6 separate regions of the Mus musculus genome follow, and all the other regions are linked to region 2. The links are chromatin contacts, called in public Hi-C, HiChIP or PLAC-seq and promoter capture Hi-C maps. All regions are on one chromosome and are shown on one strand. The core of a region is the stretch at or near the end of the contact, and the rest is flanking DNA. Distances in the headings are between cores, read along the strand shown.

Region 1 (2,700 bases), core at 100-2,599, 660 kb before region 2:
GTAGTACTTTTGATGCAGTTTAAAAAAATTTACATATGATTTTTTTTCTTGGAAACATTTCTAAGATTTATCCCACATTGTGCAGCGCTTTCTCAGAGTGTATTGAGTATAACAGTTCAGTGTGACCTCAGGTAATGTTTGTCAATCATAGTCCCTTGGGGACGGGTGTTCTACTCTGCAGCACTATGGCATTTAATAAAGCCTCAGACTTTGCCGTAGTGTGGACTCTTGCATTGCCACCATGTTGTTTTCAGTGGTTCCACTCTCCTAGTCAGACTATTTGTTGTAACAAATAGACAAAAGGCTTAAGAAATCTGCATACTGGAATCCATGAGCCAGCACTTAAGATCATATACTCAGGGCAGTCCAGCTGTATCAGCTAAAGGTGTTTGGTTTTTTACAATTTCTTTTCAGTGCTAGGGATTAAACACAGCCGGTGTCTGCTACGCAAGTGCTCCACCCATTGAGCATTTCCCCAGCTGGAGACTTAAAATCTTTTCAATTTCAAGTGAATACTACATTTTTTGTTTGGATGTGCTGTTAAAATATTGTTAGTATTAGACGTGTGGACTCTAAATAATTCTAAATTTTGAGTTAGTTTGAAATAGGGTCTTGGCAAAATCAGTGGTAAAAGAGGATGCCTATCTATACCTCTCTGTCCTCAGACCCGATGTACAGCACACAAGCTGATGTAACTGGAGAATAATACCCTTAGTTTCCATCTCATTTAACAATTGTAAGAATCTGCGATGATTAAAATAAAGGTTTGGAGATCTAGCCGTCTTTCTAACCGTTGTACTAAACAGGTCTAGGCCTTTTCAGAAACATTATCTTACAAACAGAAACAATCATATTCAAAAGACTGCTTTGAGTTCCTGGAGAGGAGCAGGAGTTCAAACATGGAGATTTCAGAGAAAGGTGGTGATCTTGAATAAGTGAACAGGTGGGCCTCTCAGGCAGAAAGAATTCACTTGATACTGTGTAAATACCTGATTTCTAAAAGTGGATTAGTCAGGATTTGATCTCTATGAGGATCTTGGGCTTTCGTCCTAGAGCAGTGGTTGACAGGTTAAGCACTGGCTTTACTTGATCCAATGAGATCTTAGTCCCCTAGGGCGCTAGTTTGTTTCCATTGTCACAGTAAGAGCAGTGGGGCCTTAAGCTAGCTACAAACCATAACGTTATCTTCTCTGGATGCTGCCTCATTTGGCACGAAGCACCCGCAGCTCAGCTAGAAGTGTAAGAACCACCAGGCCACTAGATGGAAGGCTGGGCTGGTGGGTCCTTTTGACGCTCAACACTGCTTTCTGCCCTGGCCACAAAGGCCGCTGAAGATCTGCCAAAACGGGCGGGGAAGTTGGCAGGGACTGGAACCAGAGGAAGCTGAGCCAGGGCCGCAGAAGCTCCGTGGCGAAACTTTCTTGACGCCTTCTATTTAAAGGCTTGGGGCGACCCCGCCCCGCGCGCCGGGAACCCAAGCAGCCCCGCGGGCCCTGGCAAAGTGCAGTCAGACGGAGAACACCGGGCGAGGCGTGGGCAGCTCCGACTCCGGCCAGGACAGGCGCGATGGAGAGCGGCGACAGCGGACTCGCAGCCCAGGGCTTCCTAGGATGGGGTGCAGACGAGGAGGTGGCCCAGGAGCTGGAGACGGAGGAGGAGTCGGAGGGCGAGGGGGAGGAGACGGCGGCCGAGTCGGAGGAGGAGCCCGACGCCAGGTAGCCTGAGCGGGAACCGCCCGGACCTAACAAAGCTGTCCACTCCACAGGTGTCCCGCCGGGCCAGTGGCCACCCCCCCCCCCCCAACCTTTTCCTTTCCCTTTCCAACCTCAGAAGTTCATTTCCCCGGAGCCAAGCACACTGTCTGGGACGCGCCGCCTTCTTTAAAAACTTGAAGGTGCAAGGTGCTTGCTGTCAGCAGGAGTGACAGGTCCGCCTGCAGCAAAGTTCACAGTCGGCCCCCACCCCCTCCCCCACCCCCGCCTCCCAGCTCCTTGTGACTTGCTCGTTTATTCTTGGAGACTTACTTGGGGTTCTGCCTAACCGCAAAACTGTGCTGGAATACTTGCCTCTGGCTCCCCGCCCTGGATCAATCTTGCCTGCCTGAGCTTGGGGAAGGGTCTGGAGTCAGAAGGCTCTGTCCATTACCTTCAAAGGTATGGCAGCCTCCTAGAGTTCTAGCGCTGGGCTAGTTTGCTGTATGGAAGCTATTTTGGTGCAAACATCCCATACACTCCTTAGAGGGAAGAATCATGAAGGCCAGGTGTGGCTGGCCTGCCCTTGTGATTCCAATAATAGAAAGGCAGAAGCAGGAAGACTGATTTCCAGGCCAGCTGGGCTCTCCTGGGTGATGTTTTAGCAACGTCTGTCCTAAAAGTCGTTCTGGTCCTAAATATCTATCAATAAGGCGAATGAGATTAAGTAATACTATATACATACATACGTGTGTGTGTGTGTGTGTGTGTGTGTGTGTGTGTGCACGCATTAAGGCTTTCTACTTTGTCTCTACTTTGTCCCTTTTCATCCAGCCCTAAAATGACAATAGTAGTATGGATGTTTTGTTTAATCGTAAGCATGTCATCAATGGTATCTCTTCCTGGGTGGTCCTATCAAAAGGCTTTGGGGGTGGCAAGTGATGGTTTATCATTTCAGAATGCCCAACCAAGACCAGAATTGTTCAAGTTGGAGTAGCCCAAGAGTGGC
Region 2 (2,700 bases), core at 134-2,633:
TCATCAGTTTTTGTCCAGGTCAGCATTCTTAGGTCAGTGATAGAAGTGAAATCATGCAGCCTTGGTCTTCCTGGGCCTGTCCTCCTTCACCCAACATCTGACAGTTCATCCTTGTTGCAAATAACAGGGTCTCCTATATGAACCCTGAACTTCATGATGGGCCTTGCTACATTTTATCTATTCATCTACTGGTGGATCTTAGGTTGGTTTTGTGTCTTGCTTTTAGGAGTTAACATTGCAGTGAGCACAGGGCACAGCTGCCTACCTGACAGTGATTTCCTTTACATACGCAACGACTCATAGTTTTTAACTTTTCCAGGGTCATCCACACCGTGTTCATAGTGACATTTCTTACTTACAGTGTAGCATTGTGTAGTCATACTATATTAATTACCTGGGTTATGGAGTGTAAGTAGGTTCCATTGCTTCTGTCTGAACGTTTTTTACTCCGCGATTGGTAAAAAGCATCCTAATTGCAGAAAGGAACAAAAATCCATTAGAAATCTTGCCTGTATTCGTAGGAGTACTTTGATAATAGCAATTTCATTACTAACAAGGCTGGTGGTTAGAACTTCCAGGGTGAGGGTGTTGGAATGTTGAAGCTCTAGCAGCATCTTCTTGTGCTGTGTTTAGCTCCCTTAATTGCATTGCTTACTTGACCTCATGTCCTTGTGACTAGGTGAAACTTTTGGAATGTGTTAACACAGTACCAGCCTGAAACCCAAGAACCGTCGGATAGGAACGGAAACGTGCACTCAGTTTGCTGTAAACTGCATGCCTGATGTTTCCACAAAAGTATTTGAAATTTTCCAGGATATATAACTTTCTTAAACAGCGAAAAACACTACTAAACTATGCAATATGTCTGGGGCAACTGGTTTCGTGTTCTAGAACGATTATCACTCATACTTGGTTCAGGAATAAACTCTTGAGGTGAGAGGTGTGTGGTTTATGCTGTTTGTAAAGAAGTAAGTTTAAATGTGAAGATACAGGTAGAAAACCAAAGACCATAAAGCAATGGGGCTATATTTTCTGGCTGAGCTGGAGGAAATCCAGAGACTTTGGAGACCCGGTTGAGGCCAAAATTGCCACTCAAGTCAGAGTGACTTAAAAATTTTACTCTCTGAAGGGTTGGGCGAGAACCACTTCCGTTTGTGCTGTCAGGTAATGTATTCTAGCTTTGCAGCCCGCTGTACCCTAGAATGAGTAGCTCCACACCAGAACTGGACCACTGCACTATGGGAAATGTGCCCCGCAATCCTCTCCCCGCGACCCACCTCCTCTCTTCCCACTATCCCCGCTTCTCTCCCTGCCCCAAGCCTAGCAGTTCCAGTGCGCATGCGCACCTTTTACATCACTGGCGCAGAGGTTCCGGTCAGGTCATCTGGCTTCCGCCAGGAAGACAACCAGGAGACTGCCAACCTTGTGCACCTGCGCAGATCGCTGCGTCTGTCTGTCACCATGGCAGCATGTGCAGGGGGCCCGGGTAAGTGTGGAGGGTTCAGCGGGCAGGGTACCGCCTACTCTTTTTCCTGTTTTGTTATTGAGTTGTAAATGCCAGTGTCTGCGGGGTGTTCAAGTGGTGGCTGATTTAACTGAGGCCGAAGAGTATCTCCGTGTGACAAAGGTAGAAACAATTTAGGGTAAATCGATTGTTTAGATACAAAAGGAAAATTCATTTTTGATATTAAAAGTTCAAAATGGTTCAGTAAGGTCTCTAGTCCTTCCCAATCATTAGCCCATTTCCCCCTCAAATTTCTGCTACACATTCGTGGGTGGATCCTTCCAAAAAGGTCTTACATACATACCACATTATCTTTTTTTTTTAACCTTTCACTTTTTGTTTGTTTGTTTTGTTTTATTTGTATGAGTACACTGCAGCTGTCTTGAGACACGCCACAAGAGGGCATCGGATTCCATTACAGATGGTTGAGAGCCACCATGTGGTTGCTGGGGAAGTGACCTCAGGACCCCTGGAAGAGCAGTCAGTGCCCTTAACTGCTAGGCCATCTCTTCAGCCCTCTACCTTCTTTATTTTATTTTTTTTTAAGATTTTTCATTTATTAAATGTAAGTACACTGTAGCTGTCTTCAGACACCCCAGAAGAGAGCATCAGATTTCATTACGAATGGTTGTGAGCCACCATGTGGTTGCTGGGATTTGAACTCAGGACCTTCAAATTTGAAGAGCAGTTGGTGCTCTTAACCTCTGAGCCATCTCTCCGTCTCTGCTTTTTAACACACACATAAACATTAAATATTTCTTTATTTTGCATAAAACCTTTGAAGATTTTAAACAATGTATTTTGATCAATTTATCTTTCCCTCTCCCCCAGATCTTACCAAACCTCTCTTCAACTTCACACTCTTTTTATTTGTTCTTATATTTATCAAACGTCAAAGAAGGAATAGAGTGGACTCTCTCAAGGTTGGGGGCCTCCCTCTGGTTTTGTACTGTGAATTTTAAGAAAGTTTCTGTAAATGTTTATGGTGCATATTTATTGGGTAAGGTGAGACTTTTCCCCTCCCAACCCATAGTAGATCAATTCAATATCAATTTCTTAGGTATTTCTTCCCACGAGGCCCACAAAAGAGGGAGAGGTAGGTGTCAAAATCACATTGGCAGGGCTGGAGAAAGAGCTCATTTGCAAAGCTTCTTGCCTTGCAGGCATGAGGACAAGAGTTCCATCCACACAGCCTG
Region 3 (2,700 bases), core at 24-2,523, 610 kb after region 2:
ATCTGAGATGATAGAGTAGGCCAGTTGGGTTTGAGATTCCGGAGGATCATGAAGTCATTGTAGCTTGCTCCATTTGGATTGCTCTAATGAAACAACTGAAAAGTCTAGAAAATATCTGAGTATATCACACGTTGAAAGGTAGTACAAAAAGCTTTCTGATCAGTGAAAGCCATGTCTCAGCAGACAGCAGTGCACACGTTAACTAGGCTATAACAAACACATAGTGGTTAAATCGTAAGCATACTTTGGAGAAAATTAGATGAGAAACTGCACACACATACTTCCCAGAACCCCCACTCCTGTCCTCACCCAATCTGCATCGAATGAAAAGAGTGAACAAATTACCTCTGCTGTGGGTCAAGTTTAAGGACACGTTGGGTCAAGTTTAAAGACACTTTAGCTAAGAAGGACACTGACCTGCTTAGGGACCACGATTCTTGTCCCCTATCCCTCTATCCAACAACTCTCTGGGTCTGGCTGTACGCTAAGAAGGGAGAGAGAGGTTTGAGCTAGTGACGCTGATATGGCTGCGGAAGCTGAGTACGTGATGGCCAGGAGAAGCAGAGGCAAGCTCCTTTGAAATGGCAGGGCTGCTGTCCAGAACCCGGGTGGTTTGTTGCTATTCATAGGAACCTTTACTTAGCAGATGCCCTAGGAAGCTATTTTTAGCAGGGATACGGTCTGCTAGGCTGTGCGGTGGTCATATAAACTGGTGTGAATAGAAGGTGAGAGAATCTAGTCTCTGTTTCAGATATCCTGATCTTGAACGTGATAGTGACGATCATTGATTGTCCCTGAACCCAAGTCCCAGACAACAAGTTGTAAGGAGGCCTTCCTGTTTGCTTCTAACAGCTGGAAATAGATCACCTGAGACTTCCTCTTAGCCTTTATTCTCCAGGGCCAGCCTTTCCCCTCCGAGAGAAGTGTTTTCCTAGCAGGTAGTTTCCTTTGCTGACCCTTGTACCCTAAGCTAGGACTGGCCCCAACCAGGTGAGCTGCAGGGAGGAACTCCCTCTCAGAGTAACAACTGTCTGCAGACCAGACTGGCAAGCCAAGTCAAAGGTCTGCCCGTTCAGGGAGAGGCAAATGTTTCATAGAAATGGCAGGTTCTAGAAAGGACACCTGGCCCAATAGCAGAAGAGTCAGAGGCTGGCCTTCAAGGACACAGCTGGGGGAGTCTGTGGGGTGGAGGTCTCATGAGGGATTGGTTGAAAAGGACTCCAGTCCCGCCCAGCAAAGTAGCCTTTTCTAAGCTGAGCCCCACAGGCTCCTGTTACACTTCTTGGCTGTGTGCACGCAGCAGGATCTGGATACGACAGACTCCTCCAGCTTCAAGGTCAGTCAGATGCTCCAAATGCATGGTCTTTCTAAAGGACAGTACTAGAACCAACCATGGTGAGCCTTAGCACATGGGACCCACAACCATGTAGGCAACGCTTAATAAGAAACGGTGGGCCAGATAGAAATGGGAACGTGATGTGGCAAGAGGGTTGCCCTTGCCTGGAATCACGTTTTTCCCTGGGCATGAGCACTGGCAGCTCAACCAGCGAACCCAGAACCTTAGCTCACAGTGCCTCTGTTTCATAGTAAATTAAGAAATTCTGTGGAGCTGGGCAGTGGTGGAGCTCGCCTTTAGTCCAGCACTTGGGATGCAGAGGCAGGCAGATTTCTGAGTTCAAGGCCAGCCTGGTCTACAGAGAGAGTTCCAGGACAGCCAGGGCTACACAGAGAAACCCTGTCTCGGAAAGAAAAGAAAAGAAAAGAAAATTCTGTGGAAAAAAAATCTAAATGTGGGATTTTGACCCAAAACGTGGGGTAAGTGATAAGTTTAGATGTTACATTTCATTCTCTAATAATTTGCAGAGACCAATCCACTCGTGTCTGGTAGTGTTTTTCCTCAGTTGCATCAAAAGAGATGCCTAATGACTTGGCATGAATTAGCTAGAAAATTTATGTTGATTTGAGGCTCTCCAAAAGAGCAAAATTGGTTACTAGTGGCCTGGATTCCTCTTAACTGGCTAATGCTACTGCCAGAGATTCAGTCCTGAAAGAGTTAATATACTGAAAGTGAACTACGTAAAGCTCCATCTTTAGAAGGAAAATGAAAAATAAGCTTCATATGGCTTACTTAGTTGCTTGGCTCTTGGAGGATTGTCATTGTCACCCTGCCCTTGTATGTGAAGTCCATGCCTTTGGAAGCTCTGCTTTGAATGTATGAAAAGTGACACTAGCCCAACAAACCAAAGCACCCTTTACCCTCACTGCTGTCCTCTGAACCTTCCAAAAGCACAGCCAGGTTCTATGACCAGCACAGTGCTAGCTGGGCAGTCAGGACAACGTGCTGTTAGATTAACTGTAGACTTCCCAGGAGGCTGCTCTCCCAGTGGACATCTGTCACTTCCTCTCCCATCTGTGTCCTTCTATTCTGTCCTTTCGTGGAGAAAATGACATCAGGGGTGGCAGGAAGACCAGACATTGTTGGCTGCTGAGGCCTTGCCTGCTGCTCACACTGAGAGGCACCTTTTTCAAAGCCCCTATCTATGCATGGAGCCAGTCATGTCTGTGGGCTAAGCTATGCACAGCTTCCTGGTAAAATCACAGTGTCAGAGCATGGACAGGGGACCAGGGAAGCCTCTCTTTAAAAAAAAAAAAAAAGTAGCAGAGGCAAAGCCAGGAAGCAGGGGTTGGGATTTGGAATAA
Region 4 (2,700 bases), core at 41-2,540, 610 kb before region 2:
GTCCCCACTCTTTTCAACAGTTTCACCAGTCCTGTCTGGAGATGAGGCCTCAGAGAGCGTGTGTCACTCACCAGAATCTGAATCTGCGGCTGAGTATTCTGTTCCAGCACATGCGCAAGAGTTGCTGTTGAAAACAGGTGACCACAAGCTCCCATTAAAGTCCCAACGTGTTTCTGAGCCCATCATTCAGGCAGAAGATGAGAAAGAAGATATTGGGCTACTTCCCCCAGCAGCACTGAGCCAGGCAGTTCTATCGGAAGATGAGAGTCTAGGAAGTGGAAGTTTCGCATCAGATTCAAAGCTGCCATTTAAACCCTCGGTTTCACAAAATGCAACACGGGAATCCCCCCAAAAAACAATAGATGACATGCCCCAATTCAAACCAAGAGGCCTTTCTGATCCTGCAACCCTGTTAGAAGAAGAAAAGGAAGCCATTGGAGTTGGGCTATCTTCATCCAATGAGGTCTCTGCAGTGGAATGCGCTCTCCCCCCACAAACCACTGAGCTGCTTTCTGAAAGCCATGCCCCACCTCCCTGGGCCATCTCATCCGAACAAGTGGTCCAATCAGAAGAAGGGAGCAGAGACCAGCAGCGGGGCTCATTCTCTTCCACACCAGAGCTTGGCCACACATCTCCTCTGCTTCTAAAGGGTGCCTCCTCACCCACAGGTCTATCAGAGCAAGGGCAGGAAGAGGACAATATTGGGCCCCTTTCCCCTGATTCTGCATTTGCGTCAGAATTCTCATTCTCACCCTATCCGACTCAGGAACTAGAGAAGAGAGAGCTGGGGCGGGATTCTCCACTGTGCTTAACGTCCCCCTCTGAGCAGACTGTTCTGTCTGATGAGGACACGGAAGAGGCTGACCTCTTTTCTCCGGATTCAGCATCACAGGTGTCAATCCCACCATACCGAATCGCAGAAACAGAGCAAAACAAGGTCGAGCCAGACGAATTACTACCTAGGAGGTCTGCTCCAGACTATCCCTACTTCTCAGAGGCAGATGAAGAAGAGGCGGGGTCCTCAGTGGTCACGCCTGTGCCTGAGCATTCTGAGCCATCGCAGGAGCGGGAGGAGTCTTCCCCTTGTAGGCCTGTGTTCGAAGATCTGAGCCTGCTACCTTCGGCAGATAAGACCGGCCAAGCAGAAACTATGTCAGATGTTCCAACAATTTCAACCTCTGTGTCTGAATATCTCATCCTGGCACAGCAGGAGAAAACTCAGGCATCTTTGGAGCCTGAGGCTGAAGATTTGGTACCACCACCAACCAGTGGATGGGAGAAGAGAGATGCAAAGAGTAGTCTGCCAGCAGTTACAATAGCAGCTTCCTCTTCTGCACTCTCATCAGTGGTAAAGGAAGAAACCACATCCGTTTTGCCCACCTCTCAGCCCTCAGTTTCACCCGAGTCAACCTGTGTGCTTAAGCCAGAGCAGGAGCCCACAGCACCTCTCACTCTAACAAGTGCAGATGAACAGATGGCTTTGCCCAGAGTCGGAAGGGAAAAAGCTGTGCTGGATTCTCAAGAAGCGACAGCACACAAATCGCAGGATCAGACACCAGAGCCTCGGCTCCCAAATGTTCCAGGGTCTGGGATGAAATATTCAGTTTTGTCTGACTTGGGAGATGAGCCAAAGGCGGATGTCAAACTCAATTTAGCTCCAACTGTGACTTCTGAACTAGAACAGAGAATGTTGTCAAAGAATGAGCCTGAAGTGGCAAAACCACACTCACCTCCAGAGGAAACATCTATTTCTGGACCTAAGGTTTTATCTGCAGTGAAAACGGAAGTGAAACAGGAGTCCAAAATAACCAGGGAACTTCCTGCGGCTTCATCGGGGAGAGAGAGGGGAGCAGAACACAGTCCACCTGCACCACCTGCACTTCCAGCATTGATGGAAGAGATGGGGAAAGACACAGAAGCCAGCTCTTCTGCCACCACAGTGCCAGTAACTAAGCTTGATTCAAATTCAACTAAATTAGGCAGGGATGAAGTCCTGACAGATCCATCTCTTGCCAGCCCTGTGGAACACCCAGGCTTAAAGGGAGTAGGGAAGAGCGAGTTAGGCAGTGGTTTGCCTTTGCCCAGCATGTCTACCTCAGAGGTGTTAAGGCCTGAACCCAAACTTCCTGTCAACTCAGGGGTTGAGGTAGAGAGAGAAGACAACGAGCCACCTCCATTGCAAGTGTCACCCACATCCAAACCCACGGTGCCAAATGACAAACACGAGGAGATAACAAGGTCTCCTGATTCTGAAAATGTAGTTTCAGATGATTTAGCTCCAACATTACTGGCCCTCAGACATGAGATGAACAGGCAAGCAGAGGAGACATCTTCTCCAGTGCCGGGGAGTTTCCTGTCAGGAGAGCAAGAGCTTATAAAGCTCCCCCCAGAGCCTGAGAAGCACAAACAGTTATCAGAAGTACCAACTGCTGGGTCAGAACTCATTGATAGTAGAGATAGAGATAGATCCTTAGGTATAGAACCAGTAAAACCCATCGGAACGGAACCAGGGCCTTCTATCTTAGAAAAGGGCCCCGCTGAGCTTCAGAGAAGAGGAAAAGAACAAGAAGAAAACAGGAAGCTTCCTGTGCCTGCCTCAGCTCCATTAGAGACTGCTTCTTTTGACCTCCCCATTGAGCAAAAAGAGCCTAAACGGACCCTTCATGAGGGCCAAGCTGTTGAGGTGCCTGATGAGAGCAG
Region 5 (2,700 bases), core at 158-2,657, 540 kb after region 2:
GTGTGCCTAGGTGATTCTAGGTCCTGTCAAGTTGACAGTGTCAACCATCACAGTCACCTAGGGTGGGACTATGATGGGTTCATCTTTCCCTGGGAGTCTTCCTCTGTCTCTGTATGCTGCTCTGCTGTGCACCGTGCTGCTTGCTCAGATGGTCTGTCTCAACTACTGCAGAGTCCAAATGATCATAAACTCAAATCTTTAAAATCATGAGCCCAAACTAAATCCATGAATAGTTTTCTCAGATGTTTTGTCTCAGTTACAGAAAACTAACTAACTCAGTCATCAAAGGAATAGTGTGCTCTCTCTTGGGCTATTGCTTTCTTGGTCCACTTGCTATGGAAGAAACAAGTCTGTTGCGGGAAATATTAAAATAGAACCACCAAGTTCCTATGCTCTCTACAGCTACTCTCTGCCCACCAACTCTCCAGTTGGGCCAGAGCTCCTGAATTCCCTTCCCTGCCATGCCAGCCCCAGGCAACAACTGTCCAACCCACGGTCAGCCACCACAACACCCAGCAACCCGGTAGAAATGAAACTCTAGAAGCTTATAATGAACAAGTCAGATTTATATATCAATAAATTCTCAATTCACAAGATGCCCACACAATAATTTCAGAACCAATTGATAATGATACAAGCTGCCCACCAAGATCAGACAAGTTATGCCAATTATTCTATCCCTATATGATATTCATAACTACCTGTGGCTATTTAAAACCACGAGGGATCAGGATCTTCTTCCTGTCCATCCGCCTCCATCTTGGCTTCTTCCTCTCCTCCAAGTTGCTCTCTGTCTCTGCAACTCTTCACTCTGCTTCCCCTTTTACTGTCCAGTCACAGATCTCCTGCTGACAAATATTTTAATGTAATTGAAGATGGAATATCTGCCCCACCAGTCTCCTTGTCATAAGGAAAGACCAATGAATCAAGAAACTAAAGAGATCTGCCCACCAGCGGCATGTGTATGAGCTTGGGAATATACTGGAAGCCCTAGGAGAGCTTCCAAGCAACTATAGGCCTGTTGAGCATGTAGACTTAGGAATTCATTTGAAACCCAGAGCCATGTCCCAGTATTGAATCCTGAAAAACCTGAGATAACAGGTTCTTGTTGTTTGCCTTTAAGTTTTACAGTAATTTATAAATACAGTGATGAGTAACCAATACAGATGACATCATAGATTCCTAAGGCTTACTCAGTTTATTCTTGATCAAATTGAATTTAATGAATGCATTTTCATTTTGGAAAAAGAAGCATGTCTGTGTTCTCCCCCACAGAACACATACTGGCCTGTGATTATGTTCTAGCAAATACGTTGAAATGAAAATGGTATATGTGACATCAGTAACATTACATGTGTCTGCCTCATAGCCCGAGTTTCTGCTCAGCGCTGCTCCTCTCCCATCACCGGTAGGGCTCAGAACTGAATCGACTCATCTTTGTGATGTTTGAGTCTCTTGATCTTAGCTCCACTGTTGCTTAGCAATAGAGAGGCACTTAATGGCTCCACTCTCCTCTGCAGATGGAGATGTTCCTCCCTGTGTAGCCATTGTCTGTCTGTGATGCTGAGTTTAAAGATGTAATTATCATTTTGAGATAAAATTAATGTTGGCCTCAGTGTTACGCGTGGCCCGGCCTTTTGACTTCCAGGAGCTTGTTTCGGTCCAGTTTACAACCCCCTTCTTGGTAGAGCTGGACCCTCAAAATTATAAGATATTTAGAAATCTTAAGACAAAAATGTTAAAGCATTCTGAGAAAAAAAGATTAAGGGATTTTTTCATTACCAGGACAACAGATGTTTTGCATTCACCATATGGTTACTTGAGATTTTGAGCCTCAAACCCTGCCTCCTGTAATATAACTAACTGGAAACTGAGCCAATAGCTTTAGAGGAGAGGCTGTAGTGAAGGGATCAAAAAAAAAAAAAAAAAAAAGGATCAGGCAAGGAGGGTAGAGTGAACTATCCAAGCCCTGTTGACCTCTGGGTCCCACTTTGCTGGGAAGACTCCCAGAACTGAGAGCCATTGGGAGATTTCCTTCTCTCTTTGTAGAGTGGGGATTGAACTCAGGGGTACACACACTAGGCAAGTGTTCCACTGAACTGCTTCCCTACTTCTTGGGGAGATTGAGATGTAGTCTCACTATGTAGCTCAGGCTGGCCTTGAAGGGCTGTGTATATTAGACAAGTCTCAAAGGCACAGTTCTTCTGCTCTCACCTCTCAAGGGCTAGAGTTTAGGGAGTATACGCCAGGCTCAGACTCCAGAGAAGTTCTAAGCACAAGGTGTAAATCAGAGAGGATCATCACAGACCATTATGAAGACTCAGATCTCTCCTAAAATTCCTTCATTACTCACTGAATTTTACATATGTGTGTGTGTGTGTTTTCTTGATTTTGTTTGTTCTTCATTCAGTTGTCTAAATCTTTTGTCTGCTGCCAGTGGAAACAGAAAATGAAATCTGAGGGCTACATGTGAGGGCACACTAAAGCAGACTGCCTGCCTAACATGTAAGGGCTCCATTACACTACTACCACCCCATCCCCCAAAAGCATTACCTCTGCTCTTTAAAATTGGACATTTTAGTTGAGGAGCTTAGATGGGCAGGCATGAGGTAAACACTGATTGTGATGTGAACTTCCAGCACACTGGTTATAATCTGTGTCATTACTGGCCATGTGGTTAAACTCTGGAGTTGAAAAATC
Region 6 (2,700 bases), core at 188-2,687, 820 kb before region 2:
GAGATCTTTTCCGGAGGCAACTCAACAAGGCAGACAATTCAGTTAGTTCTTGTCGGTAAAATGATTTCACTCGCGCTGACACCAAAATGTTCAAACATTTGGAATTTGAAAAGGTTGCGCGGAGAATATAGCACTTAACTATTCCACAAAATTAAGCGTACGTGTAGAAAAAACGCAAAAGCCAGCTTCAGCAAGTCTGATAAAAAATGAGTTCGCTGGTCATTTCGCTCACGTCTTCCACGACACTCAGGCAGCCAGGTTACTCGGCCTTTTTGGGCTAAGGCGGTGGGTTCAAATTTCACCACACCAGGTCCCTGGGGGTGGAGCGTGCAACCCAACGCGACGTGCACTTGAATAAAAATCCTACAGGCAGCAATGCTACTGCCTCCCTTACGTTTAAAAAAAAAAATTATATAGAAGAAATCTCGAAGTGCAAACCCCAGCCGCTCCCGATGTGCACGGCACACCACATTGGAATCTGTCCTTTGAATGTTCGTCCTCCTAAGACTCGGAGCAGAGAGGAGGTGGAGAGCAGGCAGAGAAGGCTGGGAAGGATCGATTCGTTTTCCCGAGGAGCAGCAGCGGAGCCATTTCCAGGCTGGCAGCTAGCTGGGGGCGCAGCCGCCGGGGAGCAGCGCAGGGGCCCGAGCCCACCTCCTTTGGCTTCCCGGCCCCCGCCGAGCACAATGGAGCCCCGCTCGCGGCCGCCCCCTCTTCCCGCCTCTCCTCGCAGCACCCGCGGCCTCGGGCTCCCGACGGCGGAGAATGAATGAATCAGAGAACCCAACCCCGCGCGGTCCCCTGCACCCAGCCCCCAAGCTCCCGGCGGCCGCGCGCTGAGGCGAGAGGCTGGCGGCTCGTCCGAGGCACGGCAGCCGCGGCTCGTGCCCCCACCCCGGCTCGTCTCTCCCGCTCCGCGCCGCCTCACATTCCCGGGGCTGCCGCTGCCTCCTTACACTCCCCTCAGCGGCTGACTCCGTCGGCCCGGGCGGCCTGGCGCCCGTCGCTGCCTCTGACTCCACGGAGCGGGCTCCGAACCGAGCGCAGCCGAGGGCGCCGCTTCCCGGTCCGCGCCGCCGGCGTGAGACGAGCACGGCAGCGGAGCAGGAGAGGGGGCGGGGCGGGGCGGGGCGGGGCGGAGAGCGCGGCCCTCCCGGCTCGAGGGGCGGAGCGCTGCCGCCGCCGCAGGCCGGCGGAGGAGGTGGGGCGCGGCGGAGGCGGGGCCCGGGCTCGGACCGGGGCGCTGAGGAACAACACCGGAGGGGATGAGCTGGCCGGTCCGTCGGTCCGTCCCTTTTTCCTTCCCCTCCCCTAGCGGCCGGCGGCGGACGGGCAGTGCGCTCGGCTCCTGCGCTGGCTCTGGGCCGCCACGGCCTCGTCCGCTCCGCACGCCGGGTGCTCGCGCTGTGTCTCCATCCTCCCCGCAGAAGGACCTTTAAATAGCAACGTCAGCGCGCTCCTCTCCGCACATACGTCACCCTCCGCTCACGTCAGCTTGTGCGGGGGATGATGTCACGCGGCCGGAAGTACTGCTAAATTAGGGAAAGAGCTGGGGGAGGCGGGCTGAGCGAGCTGCTCCGGGCCCACCTGCTCCCGGTTCTCTCGCTTCTCCTTAAAGGCCAAGGCGCCGGAGACAGTCTGAGGAGAGCTCGGAGAAGGAAGCGGCGGGAGGAGGTTTCCTTGGCACAAATGTGCCATATGCGAATGAATCACTCATAGCAACAGTGCCGAAGTGTCGCCGGTAAAGTCCTGTCTCCCTCTCCCACTGGGTTTGCAGCAGCATCCCCGGGCTGTTCACATCCCAACCTGCAGGGAATCGTGGGAGGGAGAGTGATCACTGCTGGTAGACTCGGGGAAAACCACCGTTAATTTTAGGAATCCTAAATACCATTCTGAACATAGTCAACTTTTAAGCTTTCTCCCCTCCTAAAGGCGTGCGTTTTAACTTAAAAAAAAAAAAAAAAAAAAAAAAAAAGAGTAGAGTTAGGAGCAAACCTCTTGTTACAAAGGATAGTAATTAAAGCAGAATGAGATTTCCAAATGTTCTAAATGTTGCAGTTCGCTGCATAGCCATGGTTCTGCAAGGCATAATGAGTCAAATTCATTAAAGTAAACTTAGTTCCCTCAGATAATTACCCTTCTACAGCATCGCAAGTGCCAACGAATCACCTTAGGTCTGACTTACCAAGGATATGAATTACAGTCTGGAAACAAAGTCCTACTTTATTAACACAAACATACGTTTGGGTTCCTGATTATTTTGAATCTTGTAAGCACAATAGCTCTCGAGTATATTTTCATTTTTTTTAATGTGGCAAGGATGACTAGCCGTCTATAAATTTATAGCTGCATATGTGAAATTGTGTTTTTAAAGTCATGAAGTTTTAAAATGGCCCTGTGTTGTTAAGGGCCTTTTATTGGTTAGACTCACAGAATGAGTTTTGCTTTTATTCCATTTAACTTGACAATTGTGGTTCAGAAATAGAAGTGCTGCACCCTGCTAAAGGCCATTAGTACTTCAGTTACTCCAAAGAGTCAGTGACCACATTTTACAAACTAAACTCATTTGACATGAAACATGAAACTCACTTCATTCAAAACCTGAAGTGACCCGAGAAATCCAGGACATGATATTATTACAAAATCATTAAATTGTCCTTAGAAGAATAGTACATCAATGCCAATGCAGTTCAAAAGAAA

What was found. Promoter capture Hi-C pulls out the DNA fragments that hold promoters and counts their contacts. A called contact is a pair of places that touch in the nucleus more often than the background predicts. HiChIP or PLAC-seq counts read pairs in DNA pulled down with a chosen protein or histone mark.
Region 1: a contact with region 2 is called in an H3K4me3 HiChIP or PLAC-seq map of bone marrow-derived macrophages, with 4 times the contacts expected there. The contact joins the promoter of Cmya5 here to the promoter of Fam151b in region 2. A contact is called at or near these places in 1 of 39 promoter capture datasets (pre-B cells) and 1 of 115 datasets of contacts at active chromatin or transcription factors (bone marrow-derived macrophages).
Region 3: a contact with region 2 is called in a promoter capture Hi-C map of the HPC-7 cell line. The contact joins the promoter of Ckmt2 here to the promoter of Fam151b in region 2. A contact is called at or near these places in 16 of 39 promoter capture datasets (the 3T3-L1 cell line, the C10 cell line, the HPC-7 cell line and 11 more), 2 of 115 datasets of contacts at active chromatin or transcription factors (both in embryonic stem cells) and 4 of 9 other capture datasets (adipose tissue, embryonic stem cells, liver and 1 more).
Region 4: a promoter capture Hi-C map of pre-B cells shows a contact between it and region 2, with 4 times the contacts expected there. The contact joins the promoter of A630019I02Rik here to the promoter of Fam151b in region 2.
Region 5: a promoter capture Hi-C map of hippocampal neurons shows a contact between it and region 2, with 2.2 times the contacts expected there. The contact joins the enhancer-like site here to the promoter of Fam151b in region 2. A contact is called at or near these places in 5 of 39 promoter capture datasets (the 3T3-L1 cell line, cranial neural crest, hippocampal neurons and 2 more) and 1 of 115 datasets of contacts at active chromatin or transcription factors (large pre-B cells).
Region 6: a Hi-C map of B cells shows a contact between it and region 2, with 11 read pairs. The contact joins the promoter of Homer1 here to the promoter of Fam151b in region 2. A contact is called at or near these places in 1 of 39 promoter capture datasets (liver) and 2 of 484 Hi-C or Micro-C datasets (B cells and liver).

What each region holds. Positions count from the first base shown.
Region 1 is chr13:93,143,373-93,146,072 of GRCm38.p6, reverse strand. Cmya5 (cardiomyopathy associated 5) reads left to right here and starts at 1,349. Exons shown (of 13, transcript NM_023821.3): 1 at 1,349-1,715. The coding sequence starts at 1,567. It overlaps Tent2 (terminal nucleotidyltransferase 2), which reads left to right. Exons shown (of 15, transcript NM_133905.3): 15 at 1-218.
Region 2 is chr13:92,482,714-92,485,413 of GRCm38.p6, reverse strand. It overlaps Fam151b (family with sequence similarity 151, member B), which reads left to right and starts at 1,383. Exons shown (of 6, transcript NM_001163627.1): 1 at 1,383-1,486. The coding sequence starts at 1,462. It overlaps Gm52060 (a long non-coding RNA gene), which reads right to left and starts at 1,341. Exons shown (of 3, transcript XR_003950692.1): 1 at 1,278-1,341; 2 at 395-469.
Region 3 is chr13:91,875,458-91,878,157 of GRCm38.p6, reverse strand. Ckmt2 (creatine kinase, mitochondrial 2) reads left to right here and starts at 1,273. Exons shown (of 10, transcript NM_198415.3): 1 at 1,273-1,336.
Region 4 is chr13:93,093,423-93,096,122 of GRCm38.p6, reverse strand. A630019I02Rik (RIKEN cDNA A630019I02 gene) reads right to left here and starts at 1,290. Exons shown (of 4, transcript NR_046182.1): 1 at 960-1,290; 2 at 384-409; 3 at 72-268. It overlaps Cmya5 (cardiomyopathy associated 5), which reads left to right. Exons shown (of 13, transcript NM_023821.3): 2 at 1-2,700.
Region 5 is chr13:91,939,083-91,941,782 of GRCm38.p6, reverse strand. The region is part of intron 18 of Rasgrf2 (RAS protein-specific guanine nucleotide-releasing factor 2); the gene reads left to right. It overlaps Gm46435 (a long non-coding RNA gene), which reads right to left. Exons shown (of 3, transcript XR_003950706.1): 3 at 756-845. Among named protein-coding and RNA genes, the nearest start is that of Gm46435, 16 kb to the right of the region's middle. Within about 2 kb of position 1,407, at least 13 of the 459 cell types and tissues checked have an H3K27ac peak or open chromatin away from gene starts, as enhancers often do. A contact at or near this core is called in hippocampal neurons, where this site is marked.
Region 6 is chr13:93,302,494-93,305,193 of GRCm38.p6, reverse strand. Homer1 (homer scaffolding protein 1) reads right to left here and starts at 1,437. Exons shown (of 10, transcript NM_147176.4): 1 at 1-1,437.